2 separate regions of the Mus musculus genome follow, and region 2 is linked to region 1. The links are chromatin contacts, called in public Hi-C maps. All regions are on one chromosome and are shown on one strand. The core of a region is the stretch at or near the end of the contact, and the rest is flanking DNA. Distances in the headings are between cores, read along the strand shown. Region 1 overlaps Celsr1 (cadherin, EGF LAG seven-pass G-type receptor 1). Region 2 overlaps Cerk (ceramide kinase).

Region 1 (2,700 bases), core at 193-2,692:
ATGTTGCATCGGGCCGGTTGAGGATGCTGAAGCATCAGGCTGCTTTAGGATACTACAAAGCCAGTGGCGGCTGTGGTTGGTTCCTGCGCTGTCCTCACACAGAGGAAAAGCCTTCAGCTCTGGTCTGGGGAGCTGTCTAAGCCCAGAGCTTTCCTAAGTTGAGCATACTGACCCTGCACACCCAACCTAGCTGCAAAATAAACAGAAGGCATGGAGAAGAGAGTTAGTTCTCTGTATCCGTGCCTTTAAAATCACTCACACCATCAGGACCTGGGGCACAGAGAGCCTGAGACAGCAGCACCACAGCCTAGAGGGTCTGTGCCTGAATGTCACCTGGGGTTCTGAGTGGGGACCTAGATAGGAAAAGGACACTGAGTCAAAACACAGGGAACCTGAGGGTAGTGTGAACTGAACTGTGGTTAGTAGGCGCTGATATGGCCCTTAAATGATGATACTCGTCCCCCACTAATTTAGTGACGTGGTTAATGGGGATTGTGGGCACATAGTCTTTGGGATGTCTCTCTCTACACATTTTATGCAATTCTGAAGCTGTTCTGGAATAGAATTTATTTAAAGTCAGTGGCCCAGACAGAGCCAGTATCTACATTGCAGAGAATGGCCAGGTCTAGTTCTCTGGACTCCCGAGCAGTGACACACACACACACACACACACACACACACACACACACACAGACTCTTGTTTTATCTTGTGTAAAAGGGGTTGCTTGCTCCCTTCTAAAGCCATGTTATCTAGATCTGCCCTGTTCGCTGGTTTCTAACCCTATCTGTTTTCACCGTGTGGCATTCCATCTCAGGGTGGCCAATCCTTCATTTCAGTGGTGGCCTTGGTGACAGACATTTACACTTGTGTCCCCCAAAGGCTTTACTAAGTCATAGGTTGGCTCAGAAACCCAAGCCAGACCACTGAAGCCACACACACACCTCTGGCTTACAGACTGGGAGGAGTTAGCCCCAGGGCAGGCAGTAGGCGTGGCCATGCTTCTGACACATCAGTACCCAAAGCTGCTTCTGTGGTTGGGTTTGCTTCCTCTCTGAGTGAGGAGAGCTGCCTCTAGGCTGTGGCTCCTCGTTCTGGTATGTTCTTCTGTGCTGTGTGCCTCTTTGGGCTGCCCCCTGTGAAGGCCGAGACTTGGTGTCCCCTTTCACGGTGGGTCAGGGTAACCCAATCAATCTACTATAAGAAAGGAGGCTTTTAACTTAAAGTCATATGACCTTTAACATCCTAGGCCAGGACAAACAAATCCCCGTGTGGTTAAAGAATGTCTTGAAACAATTGCCATCAGGAAGCAAGCACTGTCCTAGTCAAACCACTGTGACAAGATCAAATCGGCTACAAAAACATGCCTCGATGGAAAGCCGTCCCTGGGTGGTGTTTGTGCGTCTGTCAGTGCTGGAGTGGAGGAGACAGTAGGCTCCTGCTGTCTGCCCTCCTTTCATCCACACTTGCTTACCTAGAAACTTCTGAGTACTGGGGACTGGTCTAGACGTCACCAGTGCAAACGATAATTACAGGAACACAACCTGAGAGTCCTTGGTCCTTAGGGACTCTTGGGCATAAACAGTTGGAATGAGTAGGACCGTGGCCACCCCTAAGCAGGAACAAAAGCATGAATGTGGGGAAGGACGGGTGTTCAACATGGAGACCCTGGGAGGTTGCTTTGCATGGACACCCTCAGTGAGGGACTGGTGCAGTCAGAGGGTTCTCAGAGTGGAGGGCCCTCAGTGAGGTGAGTGAGCAGAGACTCAGGTGGCAAGGGGACAGCCAGTGGATAGTGACGAAGGCAGTACTCGAGGCAAAAATTGACGGTGTACATTTAATCCCTGAGGTGGATTGAGGGGTTGGGCAGGCAGAGCTGGAGATGTATAAATCCTATATGCAGCCTAGTGATACCCCTGGGTTATAATCAAGCTCTTTAAAAAATTTAACTTTGGGGGACTGGAGAGATGGCTCAGCGGTTAAGAGCACTGACTGCTTTTCCAGAGGTCCCGAGTTCAATTCCCAGCAACCACATGGTGGCTCACAACCATCTATAATGGCATCTGATGCCCTCTTCTGGTGTGTCTGAAGACAGTGACCATGTACTCGCATACATAAAATAAATAAATCTTTCAAAAAAGTTTAACTTTATACTTAAATTATAATCTTAACCACTTAAAGAACACCTCTCAGTGTCATTAAGAATGTTCATGATCTGTTGAAATTTTATTTTTGATTTATGTGTGTGGAAGTTTTCTGCACGTGCATATGTGCACCACATGTGTGCCTGGCGCTCACAAGGCCAGATGGAGATGTAGAATTTTATAGACAGTTGTGCATCACCATGTTAGGAAGTAAATTCACATCTTTTGCAAGAGCAGCCAGTGCTTTCAAACACTGAGCCATCTGTCTAGCCCCATCATATTTTCTTCAATTGAAAAAATTTTTTTCTGCAGGGTGATGGTGGCATATGCCTTTTACCCCAGCACCCAGGAGGCAGAAGCAGGTGGATCTCTGAGTTCAAAGCCAGCCTGCTCTACAGACCAAGTTTAGGGCAGCCAGAACTACACAGAGAAAACCTGTGTCTATCACAAGTCTACCCTCTATCAGTCTGACACAGAAACATACCACCTTACAGCAGGACTTTCTGCTCCTTTCCCCACAGGCTCGCAGCCATCTCATAATGCAAAATACATTCAGTC
Region 2 (2,741 bases), core at 172-2,671, 200 kb before region 1:
GAACTGATAAGGAACCTCGAGAATCCAGTGTCAGGGTCACGGTTGGTGGGGAAGAGCTGGGGGATAGGGTCCAGGACTCCCTCAGTCTGGCAGGCTGAAGTGGGCATTGGTCTTTATAGTGGGTATCAAAGGAAGCCCCTGGATGGTTGTTTCCAGCTGAATATTTATTTATTTATTTATTTATTTATTTATTTATTTATTTATTTATTACAAAGACCTGGTGATCTCTTCAGGGAGGATAGAGAGGAGAGACAGAGCAGAGTTGAAGGAAGGCAGTTGACCCAGTCTAGGTGGGGACGATGGAGGTAGGCAAGGTTGGGTGACTGTCACCCTGAGCAGGCACCTGTGGGAATGGCGGGAGTCAGGACTCCCTGGAGGACACCCTGAATTTCTGTTGCCCTTCATTCGCTCATTCATTCCCTCGCTCATTCTACCCAGAATGGCTGTGTGGGTAGTTGGGGCCGTACGTACTCTGGTATTGTGCTGAGGCTCTGCAGACTGAGCTGAAGGGAGGTAGGGCTAAGGTAGCCTCAGACTCAATCGCCACCAACCCGGTTTCTAGCCTTGGAGTCAAAGCAGCCTTGTCTTCAGAGTGCCTTTCTGTGGCTCAGTGCCTGGGACTTGATTACCCTGAAGTTCTTCCCATGTGCCCCTGGCATCACCTCCCAGGGCATGTCTCTCTTGTTCTCGGACTTTATTACCACTGTGCTGCCTAGGCATGAGTGGGTTGAATTTCTTTTTTCTTTTTTCTTTTTCTTTTTTTTTTTTTTTTTTGAGACAGGGTTTCTCTGTATAGCTCTGGCTGTCCTGGAACTCACTTTGTAGACCAGGCTGGCCTTGAACTCAGAAATCCGCCTGCCTCTGCCTCCTGAGTGCTGGGATTAAAGGCGTGTGCCACCACGCCCGGCTCTAGTGGGTTGAATTTCAGGTAAGCCTCTAGGGCCTAGAATCCTGGCTTAGGATAAGAATACTGTTGCATGGTGGGTGCTCAGTATGTGTGAGCTGCAGTCCTTTGCTCTGGCTCATACAGACACGGGCCCCCGAAAATGTGGAGCTCTACCGACTCAGCTGAGGCTGAGCAAACCTGACTTCATGGGAGAGCACTGCCTCCTCTGGGTCAGGGAGGCCATGAAGACACTGGACAAGACCCACTCTCCTTTTGTGAGATGTGGGGTGGGACATCACCAGTCGCCTGTGGTCAGCGTTGGCACAGTTGGTCAGCTGCTCTCACGGTTTCCGGCGCCCACACTCTAGGCCAGGTTTGCTGGCAGCGTCTGCTTTTCAACGTCGGCGACGGCTTGTTTTTGCTGGCAGGTGGCTTCCACAGCTGGCCGGCTCTGTTGAGTATTACGTCACCCCTGTGAAGTGTGCAGCCACTTTTGTGTAGACTCACCCATAGCCCCTTGGGGAGCAGCCCCAACAGACTGGGTCTTCTCTAGGACTGGCTGTAAGGGACCAGTTGGTAGGCTGTCTCAGAAAGCACCCTGCTCACTTCCCCTTTCCTGATGCTCTCCACCTCCGTGGTGAAAACAAAAAACAAAAAAACAAAGCTGGCAAACTGTGACTTGCGGGGGGGGGGGGGGGGATTAGGGGGAGTCATCTTGGTCCCCCACCCCGTGTTTTCACACCCTCCCCCCCAGAAGTAGACCTACTTTAGAATAAGGTGAGATTTGAGTATGTGGAGTCAGAGAGCGCGCTCTGAGCAGTTCGTGGCACATTTAATTCAGTTAGCCAGGGCCACTTCCAATCTGCCACTCCCCAGGTGTGTCCGGACACACCTCAATTGCCTGGGTTGGGAATCATGGGCAGAAGATTGTGCAAAACCAGATTGGGAGACCTTTGAGAGGCCGGCTGGCCGGCAGCCCTGGAGCTCGCAGACAGTCCTGAGGGACCATGTGCAAGCAGCTGGGTATTTCATCTCCCCCTCCATCCTCTCCTGCTGTAGGCATGAGAACGGGAAGATGCGGATTACTTGTTCCCTAGGTGCCTGGCGCGCTGCAGAAGGAGGCTCTGAACCCAGACACATATTCTTTCTGGGGAGGTTGCCACGTTTGCTGCCAAGTGCCCAGCAACAGAGATAAGGACTCAATCTTGGGGGGGGGGGGGTCAGCACCGGAAGAAGCTGAACCAGCAAGTGCCTCTCCAGGCCACAGGCCAGAGCGGAAGTGGGGCAGACTGAAAACAGGAAATGGTGTGTGTGGGGGGCTTCTCTAAGTGGGTCACTGGTTGAACTTGAGATAGTCTGGAGTGATGGCTGGGCTTTTCTCCTCCTCTTACCCCCCAATCCCCGGGGCAGCAGGGCACACTGTCAATTCTGCATTTGTTGCTTTTCAGTGGGCTGTGTTTCAGAGTGTGCTGAAGACTCACGAATGGCATTGGGGCCACTGCCTTTGTGGGGAAAACCTCCTTTGTCTGCTTTTTTGTAATATTTATTTATTTATTTATTTATTTAATGCATATGAGTACACTGTAGCTGTCTTCAGACACACCAGAAGAGGGCATCAGATGCCCATTACAGATGGTTGTGAGCCACCATATGGTTGCTGGGGATTGAACTCAGGACCTCTGGAAGAGCGGTCAGTGCTCTTAACAGCTGAGCCATCTCCAGCCCCTCTCCTTTGTCTTCTACCAGCCCCCACATGGGTGCCCCAAAGCTGACAGTGAGCTTACGGGCAAGCCACTGCTGTCTTTTGCCTATACCTTCATCGTTTCCCACCCTGGGCCATGAATAAACAAGCTCA

The links. Hi-C and Micro-C count contacts between places; a contact is called where the count stands out from the background.
Region 2: a Hi-C map of LSK cells shows a contact between it and region 1, with 1.8 times the contacts expected there. The contact joins two enhancer-like sites. A contact is called at or near these places in 1 of 484 Hi-C or Micro-C datasets (LSK cells), 2 of 115 datasets of contacts at active chromatin or transcription factors (embryonic stem cells and pancreatic cancer cells) and 1 of 9 other capture datasets (liver).

The regions. Positions count from the first base shown.
Region 1 is chr15:85,980,608-85,983,307 of GRCm38.p6, reverse strand. The region is part of intron 1 of Celsr1 (cadherin, EGF LAG seven-pass G-type receptor 1); the gene reads left to right. Among named protein-coding and RNA genes, the nearest start is that of Celsr1, 52 kb to the left of the region's middle. Within about 2 kb of position 1,442, at least 178 of the 459 cell types and tissues checked have an H3K27ac peak or open chromatin away from gene starts, as enhancers often do. A contact at or near this core is called in LSK cells, where this site is marked.
Region 2 is chr15:86,181,446-86,184,186 of GRCm38.p6, reverse strand. All of the region lies in intron 1 of Cerk (ceramide kinase), which reads left to right. Among named protein-coding and RNA genes, the nearest start is that of Gm15569, 2.9 kb to the left of the region's middle. Within about 2 kb of position 1,421, at least 176 of the 459 cell types and tissues checked have an H3K27ac peak or open chromatin away from gene starts, as enhancers often do. A contact at or near this core is called in LSK cells, where this site is marked.